2 separate regions of the Mus musculus genome follow, and region 1 is linked to region 2. Evidence: chromatin contacts called from public Hi-C data. All regions are on one chromosome and are shown on one strand. Each heading gives the region's core, a stretch centred on a gene start, on an enhancer-like site or on the middle of the called end of the contact. The rest is flanking DNA. Distances are from core to core; before and after follow the strand shown.

The links. A called contact is a pair of places that touch in the nucleus more often than the background predicts.
Region 1: a Hi-C map of liver shows a contact between it and region 2, with 2.3 times the contacts expected there. The contact joins two enhancer-like sites. A contact is called at or near these places in 3 of 484 Hi-C or Micro-C datasets (bone marrow-derived macrophages and liver) and 1 of 115 datasets of contacts at active chromatin or transcription factors (pancreatic cancer cells).

Annotation. Positions count from the first base shown.
Region 1 is chr2:128,470,657-128,477,224 of GRCm38.p6, forward strand. No RefSeq gene overlaps it. Among named protein-coding and RNA genes, the nearest start is that of Gm36154, 7.4 kb to the left of the region's middle. Within about 2 kb of position 2,750, at least 6 of the 459 cell types and tissues checked have an H3K27ac peak or open chromatin away from gene starts, as enhancers often do. A contact at or near this core is called in liver, where this site is marked.
Region 2 is chr2:128,171,275-128,177,339 of GRCm38.p6, forward strand. The region is part of intron 1 of Gm14009 (a long non-coding RNA gene); the gene reads left to right. Among named protein-coding and RNA genes, the nearest start is that of Gm14009, 4.6 kb to the left of the region's middle. Within about 2 kb of position 3,112, at least 22 of the 459 cell types and tissues checked have an H3K27ac peak or open chromatin away from gene starts, as enhancers often do. A contact at or near this core is called in liver, where this site is marked.

The sequences.
Region 1 (6,568 bases), core at 1,500-3,999, 300 kb after region 2:
CAGGCCACAGAAGAATCAGAGTGTGGGAATGTGCTGAAAGGGGCACAGCCAAGGGCGTGGCAGGGGTGGGGAGGGGAGGGGAGGAGGAATAGAACCTACTGAAAAGGCTCAGAAAGACAAAGCCGCAGGAACTAAAAAGACTCCCCACAACCCTCCAAAGCCGACCTTAGATCCCCAGACTTCAACAAAGGCCTTACTTGTAATTCATAAAAGACAAAAATACCAGTTTGGGCAGGAAGGTGTGGAAAGAGAGAGATGAAGAAAGGTGGCCAGCCTTGCACTCTCACTTCCCATCCTCATGAATTTGAACCTTCTTTAACACACACACACACACACACACACACACACACACACACACCTTTGTGGATCAGGAGCTCTGAGTACTTGAGCATGTGGCCCAGGGTCCCCCAAACTTCTTGTCTTTTGGGTGGATATTTTTTCTTTCTCCTGGCAAGCCCAGCCCATAAGCTCTGAGATCTCGGGCAATAACAGTGAGAAGAAGACTGACTGCAGACTTACAGGGGCTGGAAAGAAGCAGGGTGGACAGGCCAGTGGCTCACCTGCTCACGGGCTCCTGGGAGACCCTGACATGGTAGGAGGGAAGCTGTCCCTTCTGAGAATCTGCAAGTCTCAGACTTTCACAAGCAGCAGAGATGTCAGTAGAGCTGGGACAAGCCAATGCATAGCCCTGAGATGCAGGTGGGTTGCCAAGCAAAACACAGGCTGCTGAGTTACATTTGAATTTCAGAAAGTCCATGGTGCTGAATGAGGACAAAAACTGCATAGTTAATAACCAAAAACATTAATGTGAGGCTAGTTAGCACTGTAATCCGCGAAAGCAGACTTAAGAAATCTTTCCACACATTTGTCCGCACTGTTCCCTGACCCTTAGAGAGGGAGGGTTGCTGTACAAGTCCCATTTGTGGCTAAGTACTCACAGTAGCCTGGTCTCAGCATTTGGAATAGCTGGGAGTCTCTACATTAACCACCATCTAGAAGAACAATACTAATAGATTCTCCCCTTGGGCTAGTGACATCTCTAGCCTTGGGTTTTGACAGTGTTTAAGCTACCAGGTATAACTTTTGTGAAGCAGGCCTCAAAGCCAATGAAGAGAACATCTGTTACCTTCATAAACAGTCTTGCCGCTATTGTACCGGTAAACATGTATCGCCTGATAGGTCAATATTATAACAATCAGGGTCCAGTAAATAAGAACATTGATTGCCCTACTCCCCAACAGCCTACACAACACTTTCCAGAACTACAACACTGACCAGGAGGAAACAGTTCCTGGTCAATTTAATATCAATTTGTTTGTGTCCTATAATCAGTGAAAGGGTCTTGTTATTTAGTTATAGTGGGGAACCAAGAGCCAAGACAACTGCCTATATTCTTTGGAAGCCTGTATTCGAGCCTCCCTGATCAATCATCCATGGGGAGGTGGTAACTTGTGCCTAGGGTCCAGATTTCCATGTAAGAACCTGTGTCTTTTTGGAACAGAATTGCTCACTTATGTTTGGTACCTCTGCTCAAACTCCTTTTTAAAGAAATGTATTTTTAACTAGTTTACAAACTAGTGGTGTCTCCTAACAGTTTTTCATACACCCTTAGTTAGGATTAATCCACTCTCTGCCCCTCCTTTCCCTAACTCTGCTCCCACCCCCTCACGAGTTTAGTGACCTTTTCAGGAACCTAGCTTCTGTGTCCTGGATTAGCCCCTATTTCCCCATTTTTCTACCTTTTCCCTTCTTTCAGCTCACTGAGAATCTTTGCATTCTTTTTCCGCGGAGTCTCGGAACAGAGATTATTTATTCGAAGTCTCCTCTCTCTTCTAACGCACGTATTTACTGCCGTAAATTTCCCTCTCAGAGTTCCATGAGTCCCACCCCTCCCCCCTTCTGATATCTGTGCCTTCTCATTTTTATTTAAAAGCAGTTTTTCTTTTTCAGTTTCTCTTGACACTGCCTCTTTGACCAGTGAACTGTCAAGTCTTTGGGGGACTTGTTCATTCACCGCTGTTATTGATTTCTGCCTTATTTATTGGGGTCCAAGAACACACCTGTATGCTTTCAATCTTTGCAGATCTGGTGACATTTCTTTTGTGAGCCAGAATGTGCCCTGTCTCGATGGCTATCTCGGGAGTCCCTGGGGGAAGATGTGTATTCCACTGTCGTTGAATGGATATGCCAGAGAGAGAGAGAGAGGGAAAAAAAAAGATTCCTGTCCTGGATACTTCTCAGATGGCTTTCAATTTAAAAATCAATGAATCTTCTTTTTTGAATTATCTGTTTAATGTTTTTGAACCACGGTTGATCACAGGGAGCTGAAACTGTGGCGAAAGCAGGGCTTTCAGGGTGGAGACTTCCCAGACAGCCTCCTGCCCAAAGCCTCCTTACGTTAACGTCTTGTAACTAACACAGTCCCGTGTCCCGGTTAACGGCGTATTGTTACTGACAAGGTCAACATTTTATTGAGATCTCCTGAGCGTTGCTCTAGGATCCCACTCAGCGCAGCACATTTCGTCTAGTCATCACCCTCCGTAGGCCTCTCTCGGTTGTGATATTGTCTCAAACTTTGATGTCTTTAGACTTGACTAGTTTTGAGGCAGCCTTGTCAAGATGCCTCTTTATTAAAACGTGTCTGAGTCTTTTCCCGTGGTCTAACCGAGGCGGCTAGTATTGGAATGAACACTGAGAAACCATGCTGGTCAGATCCTGTCCAGGATATGCAATGTGATCACGATCAATCAGTTGGCTTTGACCTTAGTAACCAGGCCATGGCAACCTTGGCCAGCTTCCTCTCCTGCCTCACTTTGCTTTTTACACTATTTGGAAGAAGTTATCGGGTTCAGTGAGATCTTGTCTCAAAAAATAAAGTGGGGAGGGACAAAAGAAGATGCGCAAAGCTGACCTCTGGTCTCTATAATCACAAGCACAGGCAAGCAGGTGCTCGGTCTCTGATGTTGGCCCATCCCCCATCAGTTGGTGTCTCTCTCTCTCTCTCTCTCTCTCTCACACACACACACACACACACACACACAGCATTTGCAGCGTGTTTGTCTTGGGTCAGTACCATCCCTTGGGGTTAGTTCCTTTGTGCAAACAGCATGTGGTTCCCGGCCTGGAGAACTTTCTGCAGTGTAGTTTCCTTTGCTGGCGCACGTCGAGTCTGAACTTTCCAGCAATGCCAGTGTCAATGGGATGAATGCAGTGTCCTTTGAAGCTCCTGCTGCTCCTGGACTTGGCTCTGGTCTATTTTGCTTCTTTTATTTGAAACAAGAGAGCTCTATTTATATGAGAAATATTTTAGCTCTCCTTTCAGATCTTTAATGCTTTTTAAAAAAATTTTTTTTTGAGGTTTTTCGGATATCCCCGACAGAATCACCTGAAGGAAATCAACTTTCCCACAGTGTTCACTCTTAATATTTTTTTAACCTCATGTGTTTATTGGCTTGGTGTCCAGCATCTCTGCTCCTGGTTAAATTTTTAGTTCTGTCAAGCCAGGACCCTTGACCATTTTTCCTTTGGCCGTGAGCCCATAACCATGCCCAAAGCAATAAGCACTGTGTAAACACTGATGAAACGAATCGTGTCGAATCCAGTTGAGTCGGTTTCAAGGGGACTTCAAGTTACTAAAAGGTGGGACTTTAGGCTTCAGAAGTTGTTAGCAGAAAAACCCAGCTGTTGGATCACAGGCTCTGCAAGTGTGGCTCTGGGTTGCTGTCTCACCCAAACAGCCTACAAGTGCTGGCTTCAACAATGGAAGTCCTTTCCAGTGCCATGGGTTACAGGTGACTCAGGAGAACATAAGAATAATCCGGGGGTGAGCAGGTGCCTGCCAGGGGCCGTTAAAGGGGTGAGAACAATCTGCTCTTGCCTTCACTGCAAATATAGGACTGGAGCTGGAGGTTGCACAGAGGAACAAACCCGAGAGCCCTGGGAATCCAGTACAGGGCTACTGTAAGAGAGAGCAAGCCATGCAGGAGTGTTGGGAGGATGGACAGAAAGCTCCAGCCCTGGACTAACATCCAGGTGGCCTGCCTTGAGCAGAGGGCACCAACTGTAGCAGAGTGCAGTGTAGGGTCGAAGAAGGAGAACCCACAACACAGACACAGCAGACAGGGAGCTGGTTTACAGGACCAAGGTGACTTTGGTTCTGACTGGTATCCCCAGTAAGGGGCTGGTGGTGGTAGTGGCATTACCACTGTGAAGAGGGTGGTTGACATTTTCTGAACACTTGTTTCTGCCCGTTTCCATGGTAAATGCTCATACCTGCTCTTTCTCTCTCTCTCTCTCTCTCTCTCTCTCTCTCTCTCTCTCTCTCTCTCTTAAAAAGACAGCAGCAGAAGACAGCAGGAAGAGGAAGGGGGAACAGCCTGCGCCCTGTGTACCTACAACAGGGCATGGGGAGCTTAACAGATTTTAATAGAAAAATATTGTTTCAAGTGCTTGCTTTGGTATTTATTTATTATTTTTTACATTTTGTGTTGTGTTGTTTTGTTTTGTTTCGTTTTGTTTTGTTTTGTTTCAAGACAGGGTCTCACTATGTAGCTCTGGCTGTCCTGGAACTCACTATGTGCCAGGCTGGCCTTGAACTCACAGAGGTATGTCTGCCTCTGCCTCTCAAGTGCTGGGATTAAAGGTGTGCACCACTATTCCTGGCTTGGGTTCATATATTTCAAAAATATTTTTGAGTCGGGTGTAGTTGACACATGCCTTTAATACCAGTTCTTGGGAGGTAGAGGCAGGTGGATCTCTGTGAGTTCAAGGCCAGCCTGGTGTATGTAAGGAGTTCCAGGACAGCCAGGGCTACATAGAAGGCCTTGTTTCAAAACTAAATTAGTAAGTAAATGTAGGCATAAAGTTTTTGCAACTTACTTTTTTTTCTTTTATTGGATATTTTCTTTATTTATATTTCAAATGTTACCCTTTTCTCAGTTTCCCCTCCAGAAACACTCTATTCCGTCCCCGCTCCCCCTGCTTCTATGAGGGTGCTCTCCTACCCACCTACTCCTGCCTTCCCGCCTTGGCATTCCCCGACACTGGGGCATCAGGCCTTCATAGGACCAAGGGCCTCTCCTCCCATTGATGCCTGGCAAGGCCATCCTCTGCTACATATGTGGCTGGAGCTATGGGTCTCTCCATGAATACTCTTTGGTTGGTGATTTAGTCCCTGGGAGCTCTGCGGGGTCTGGTTGGTTGATATTGTTGTTCTTCCTAAGGGGTTGCAAACCCCTTCAGCTCCTTCAGTCCTTTCTTTAACTCCTCCATCAGGGACCCCGTGCTCATTCCAAAGATTGGCTGTGAGCATCTGCCTCTGTATTTGTCAGGCTCTGGCAGAGCCTCTCAGGAGACAGCTATATCAGGCTCCTGTCAGCATGAACTTGCTGGCACCCACAATAGTGTCTGGGTTTGGTGACTGTATATGGGATGGATCCCCAGGTGGTGCAGTCTCTGCATGGCCTTTCCTCCAGTCTCTGCTCCACACTTTGTCTCCTTATTTCCTCCTGTGAGTATTTTGTTCCCCCTTCTAAGAAGGACTGAAGCATCCCCACTTCCTTCTTCCTTCTTCTTGAGCTTCATGTGGTCTGTGAGTTGTATCTTGGGTATTCTGAGCTACTTTTAATAAATGTTCAACCTCTCCTCTTGCCCACCACCCAGCAGAGGTAGTGGAAGAGAAAAGTTATTAGGATATGGGGGAAATGGACCTGTTCAGCAATAATAGTTGTTTGTGGGCAAACTCAATCTTCTTTGGCAGCAGTTCAATCCCATAGCAAACACCAAGTATGAATCAACAGCTACAGCCCAGTCTTCTAGGCAGGCAGACATCACTCATGAACCAGCAGCTACAATTCAATCCTGAAGAAACCACAAGGCTCTCCAATCAGCCTGAGGCTGGGCCACCATGGAAGTGGCCAAGAAGCTGTAGGAACCTCTCAAGATGTTGTTTGGCGAGTTTCTCTCAGTGACAGCATTACCACAAGTGGAGCTCAACAACACTATGTAAGTCGAACCAATACATGCGCATCATTAGCAAAGAATAGTGAGATAGAGCAAACCAAACCAATGCTCCCACTCACATTGTCTGTGGGGTTATATTTATATTTCTTCATTCCGGGTCTTTTCACCTATCTGCTCCAGCAAAACATCCTTTCACCTGTGTCTGCTTCAGGAAAACATCCTTTCATGTGTCTGCTTTGGCAAGATATCCTTTCACCTGTGTGCCCCAGGAAACCATCATTTGACATTACTGACTTTCCAAACAAACCAGAAGTTTCCACGTCAAATAAATAAATAAACAAATAAATAAAATTTAAAAATTGAACTTTTAAAATGTAGCAATCCTGTGAGACCATTTTACTGTTTGTTTCATATCTTCTGATATGACATAAAGATCAAAAACGGTCTGTGTGGGACTGGAAGAATGGCTCAGTGACTAAGAATGAATGCTGTTCTTCCAGAAAACCTGATGTTAGATCCGAGCATCCATATTGGGTAGCTCACAGAGTTAATGTACAACTCTAGCTCTAACAGATCCAATGCCCTCCTTTTCTGGCCTTCCTGGGCA
Region 2 (6,065 bases), core at 1,862-4,361:
GGGGGAAATGTGCTTACAGGTGTCTCAGGAGTGGGTTGGTGTTTGGTGTGAGGGAGGACAAAGGAAAAAGGAAATATAACCAAGTGGTATAATGATACCTGAGGGGTCTGAGTGAAGGCTCTGAGTACAAATCTTCTCCACTTGTTTTGCACTTTTCTCTGAAATACTCAAGGATAAAAAGCAAAACCCTGCCAATTTACTTCAAAGGAAAAATGTGGGGAGTGTAGACTGAAGCTTTATGTATTTAGGCATGCATTACAGTGAGACACTCTCATAAACCAAATGCCCCAAAACAGAAACTTATATGTGTGTGTTCCAGTCCACATTGGTGCACACATGTATATGCACGTGTATGGAGGCCAGAGGCCAATATCAGGTGTCTTCCTCAGTCACTCCCCACCTCATTTTAGAGTCTCTTGTACATCATTGCTCTAATTCAGCTGGACTTGCTGGCTAGCAAGTCTCTGAAATCTTCACATCTCTACCTCCCCTGGGCTGGGCTCGCTTGTATATACTGCTGTATGGATATACTGGCTTCTTATGTGGTTGCTAGGGAACCCAGACTCAGATCCTCACATTTGTATGGTAAGCATTTGACTGACTGAGCAACACCCCCCAACACACCCCCCCGAGAAGATTTGCTGTTGCTGTTATTGTTATTGTTGTTATCACAGACAGTTGCTGTTATTGTTGTTGTTGTTGTTATCATAGACAGATGATGGACCCAATGGTCAATCTTCACCCCCATATGGAGCAGCTGTTACACACAGGCCAGATGGTAAAAAAATGGGGCATCCTCCAGCCCAGGGGTTTTTGTTTGTTTCTTTTGATATATAAAATACCAGGGGTAGGAGCCCATCTCTCCAAATCTCCCAGAGGCTCTACTATGAAAGTGACTGCAAGGTGTGTCTGGTCCCCATAGCCTCTGGATCAGAGAGCTTCCCCCAAATTCTCATGGATGACTCTAGAATCTGGGGAGCACTCCAGCGCTGTAGTTGGATCAAATGAAAACACGCAGGGTAAACATACTGAAGGACAGGTGCTTGCTGTTTGTTTAAATTGGTTGTAGTTGCAAAATGTTCAATTCTCATCTCTACTTCCCTCTGCCAATTTGCCCTGGCCCAGGCACTCATGATGCCTGCCAAAGGCAGGGTGAGTGGGAGGAGAGAGTAGGCTGGAGGGCCCAGGGCCAAGGCCATGGAGGGAGCAGGTGAGGCAGCTCCAATCTGCGTGCCCAGGGAGAGCCCAGTCATCAGGTGAGTCAGAGCCTGCTGTTGACAAACCTAAAGGGCCAGGTGAGGTCAGAGAGAAGGAGGAGCCGTGAGTGTGCCCTGGGAGGCAGAAGAGATGGACTTTCACGGCTAACCCGTATCAGTGATAGCATGGACCACTGTGGGCTTGATATCCCGCTCAGTGGGGTTTGATGCCTCAGAGGATCTTGGCACAAGGCAGGCATCATCGCCTCCTTAGGAACAAAGCCTGGAGGATGTGCAGAAGGTTCTAAGACTCCCTTGCAGCTATGCAGAGAAAGAGGAAAGTGGTCCTTTGCACTGAGGTCCAACCCACCAACACTGGCCCCAGTAGTAGAAAAACTCTTTAAGAAGGGGATTTCCAGCTATCAGTATCTCAAAGGCTCATCCAGAGATGGCTTTTTGTGACAGCTAACTATTCCAGACCAGACTTTCTCCTACCCACCCATGTGGGGCTGGGCTCAGCCCAGGTGCCCCTCAGGCCATTTAGATTGCCCCAGGCTGATCTCCTGTTGACTTGTAGGTACATGTACCTTGCTAGTTATATTTGAAGTTGTCCTCTGGGCTGAGGCTCAGCCCTCTGACTTGGTAGGACCTGAGGGGACCAGTTGAGTTGTAGGTACTTGTAGCACCATCTGCTAGGGGACTGGGAGGCATTTCCATGCCTGGTTAGGACTCTGAGGTAAATCTTCCTCATGTAAGCCGGATCCCCTCTTGGCCTCTTGACCTTCACCTTTTTGTAAAAAAAAAAAAAAAAAAAAAGTGCATGGCCAGTAGGATCCCCAGGACATAAAGGTGCTGTGCCTATCCCAAGGACCTGAGATCAATGGGGAAAGGAGAAAACCGACTCTCACAAGTGGTTCTCCGACTGCCACATCTGTGCCTGCTATGGAATGCTTGCACGTGTGTACACACAACGAAATGTAACCATTTTGTTTTTAAGGAGAACACTGGGCCCATTCAAATGAACAGCCTCTGGGCCCTGCCACCACTGTGTGTCCTCTGAAGTCCCTGTGAGAGTCTCTCCTCAGAATTCCACAGAGGCAGGATTTGATGTGGGGACTCCCCAGAAAGACGGGTTGGTAATCGTTCACACACAACCTCTCCTTTCAGACAGGTCGCTATCAGAACCTGGTGGCCACTGTAAAGCAGCAGTGTCCATGTGTCATCCGAAAATGACACTTGGGCAAAATAAATCCCAGTAAGCAGGGCTCTTTCCTGGAACACGCCACAGACTGCTTCTCAGAATGCCCAGTTCACTCCTACGGGTGCCCTTGCTCTCTCAGGGAACCTCCTCCCAGACAGCCAGAGGAGGATTCATTTTCCAGCCTTCCCTGACCACCACTCAGTGCTACCTTCAAACTGCATCCTCTGGCCTGCAGGCCTTCTGCACACGGTGAGCTTGCAGTGACTGGGGACTGTCAAGGAGGATCAGGCCCAGGGTTCTAGTGCTCTGGGAGACTGGGGCTGTGTGAGCCCCACTCTTTGTATCTCCAGTACTTTTGAGGACAGCAGAATTCTTCGTTCAGGGAAAGACCATGGCTGCTCCATCACAGACACGATGAGCAAACACAACATTGGAAGGGAAAGAGAGCGTCCTTCCCAGTTCCCTCCAGGCCTCTAGTACTATTCTTGGTGGGACTGTCTGCTGCGGGGCCTTTCTCAGCACAGCCCTGGGCAATGGGATAGAGAAGCACTGAGACCCATGTTTCTTTGAACTCTCTTTCACAGGAAATTTGGCTTCAAATTCTTGTACACCAGAAGGCCAAGGCAGCCTTGGGACAGGCACACTATGTCTCTTATCTGATGATGTCTGGACAGAGGCCTCTGGAAGCTCTTCTCGGAGCATCAAAAAGAGGCAGCTGGTGACCTCATGGGTCACGACTTTATTCCCTCCACTTGATTTCAAAACATGGGACTGACCTTCCTAGTTCCTGTCGGGGCTTTTAAGTTCAGACATGCAGACAGACAGACAGACAGACAGACGAGATGTGAGGGAGTACACTTGTTGCTCCTGTGACTAAAATCCCACAGGAGCTCAATGGTGCTGATTATTTATGGACCAGGGAAAGAAAGTGGGGGCCTGAAGCTGGGGAGATCTTGTTATCAGCTGAGCACAGCCATACTGACAAACCCCCTTTCCCAAAAGCAAAAATTCCTGAGAGGCAGGTGTGAAACCTAAAGGACTTTGTCCCCCTGAGTCATGATGTCAATGTGTGTAAACACCACCTCCGTGACAAAGTAATGCAGCAGCCAGGGACAATGCCGCGCTTCCTATTGGACTGCGCCTGTTTCTCTCTCTGTCCACAAAATACTACTTTCAAAGTCCACAAGTCAACGTTATAGAGCCAAGGGAGGAAATGACAACAGTCCTAAGCACAGTCTTGTTTTGTGTAATTTATGTTGTTTTGTCTGACTTTGAAGAACTGTAGGTTTATATAAAGTAAGCTAAATGTTTTCTTTCTGAAAACATCAAATGAAACTCCACATTCAAAGAGTGAAGAGTTCTTTGTCCGTGTTCCTAAGCGCTGAGAGCTTTCCTTAATGTGTGTTCTGTGACTGCAAGCTCTTCTCCTGAAGCCCAACACAGTTTTCTGTTGAAAAGTAGCCAGGATGGGAGCAAGCCTGGCCCAACAAGTGTCCTGAATGTTCGAGCTCCTTTTGTCATTGTAATGGGAGAGACACTCAGGAAGAGGGCCAGGACAGACTGAAGCTGTCCTGATCCAGCATCTGAGACAGAAAAGGCACAGACCTTCGTTGAGTATTGATTGATTGAATAGCCTCCAGATAACTTCTACCCACCTGCTGCTGCTGTCTGTGGGGCAGTTCTAATGACTGAATTCAGCTATTAGGGAGGCTGGGACAGTCCCCACCTCTGATGGCTGGGTCCAGCCTCTTCTGGGTTCATTTGGGGCCTTGGGTTGGGCTGAGACCAGGAGACAGCACTCCTCAATCTGTTGTGTGGTCCTCACAGATACCCAGTCTGGCAATGATGTACTAGCCATTTTCCTGACCTTATCACATATGACATCCGTCTGACCTATATTTCTCATATATGTATGCACGGACCTATGCTAGCTCCCACCTCCGGCCACAAGTGACAATGGACCTTTAGGAATCTCTGTGTACCATACACCTGAGGAAGTGCACGAGGGAAGGAGGAAAGCCACGTACCCAAGCAGCGCATGCCTGCAGAAGCCAGCGATAGAGGCTGCAAGGATACTGTGTTGTTGCTTGGCTTACAAAATACCAGAGAACAGCAACTAAAGTGAAGATGATTTAGCTTAGTTGGGCTCAGTTTGAGTCAATCATGGGACAGTCCCAGGGCCCGGGTGTGACACAATTGGTTCCATCACATCTGGAGAAGCAGTGCTAAATGAATACCGAAAGCCAGTTACATTTACTTATTTACTTATTTATATTCTTTTTATTCAGTTCAGGTCCCCCCAGGCCATGGGATGGTGCTGCCAATACTCAGGGTGGCTTTTTCTTCCTCAGCTTCTGGAACACCCTTACGAACAAGCTCAGGGGTGTATCTCTTGTGTGATTCTAAATCCAAGTCAAGTTGACAGTGAAGATGACCCACCACTGGCCACCAGATCTACTGACCCCTGTGTACCTGACACTTGTACACAGCTCAATCTTTAGCACCCAAGTCAGACTCCAAAGCTGAGGAGACTGAGGGTCAGGCACATGAGGAAGACATTCATTTTCTGGAGCTGCCTTAGCCAGTTGCTCCAGTGCCTTGACTTAATGCAGCTCACCTCAAAGGCCGCTATCTGGCCTTGTGTGTGTGTGTGTGTGTGTGTGTGTGTGTGTGTGTATGTGTGTGTGTGTATATATGTGTGTGTATGTGTGTGTGTTGTTCTCAGGGTTTTACCTGAATGATCTCCCTTAGTGCTCATATAAATATTAAGATGTATGTACCAAACCATACTGAACTGTAGAAAGGAATCCACATAGCTAGAAAGTGATGGGACCTGGTAGGTGTGGCTCATAGACTAATCAGAGGCATCGGCACAGACTCCACCTCCCTCGTGGTTCCTAAATACCTTGTCCTTGGGGACAGCTATATCCTGTCCAGTGGATTGTCAGCATGCAGTCCGAGAGTCTCTGGAGACCCCTCCCTTCAGACGCTGTATTTCTGCAGCCATTGAGTCTCACCCTTGACCTAGATCCTGCAGACCGATTGCGACCATCTGTTTTGTTCTGCTTTTCTCTCGAGCCTTCCTCCTTCCTACCTTCTCCTCTTTTCTGTCTGGTTTGTACTCCTCAGAATCTTTGTAACGGAAATTCCCTTAGCAAGTCGGCCTTTGTTATAGCTACTTGGCAAAATCCCAACCCGGGAGCCCTCCCTTCCACCTCTCTATGCCTGCACCCCGGCTTCTGGCAGTTTGGAGAGGGAATCACACAATTTGCCTGGGTACTTTTGTACTGGGCTCTCGACTCAGCTCAGCCTGCAGGTTGACCCTCAACACTGCCAGGCTAAGCTATGGATTCCATTATTCTCTCCAGTCATCTCTCATCCTGTGTCCTACAGGACCTGTGTGCTCTCCTGTCTCTGCATTTGGCCCTCATTCTGCTCCATAGATCCCTGCACTCTTCTTCCAATCCCCCCACCCTGCCCCATTTAACTCAACTTTCATCTTCTGGACATCAAACTGGCCATCTCATCCAGGCCGTGTCTCTCTCCTCCCTGCAGGGATAGCCAAGGCCTCCCAGCTGGGCTCTGGAGTCAGCCATCCCACTCCCTGGGTGTCTCTGGCCTCTTGCACAGTGCCCTTCTGTTTCTGGACAATTCCAACCAGCATCCAG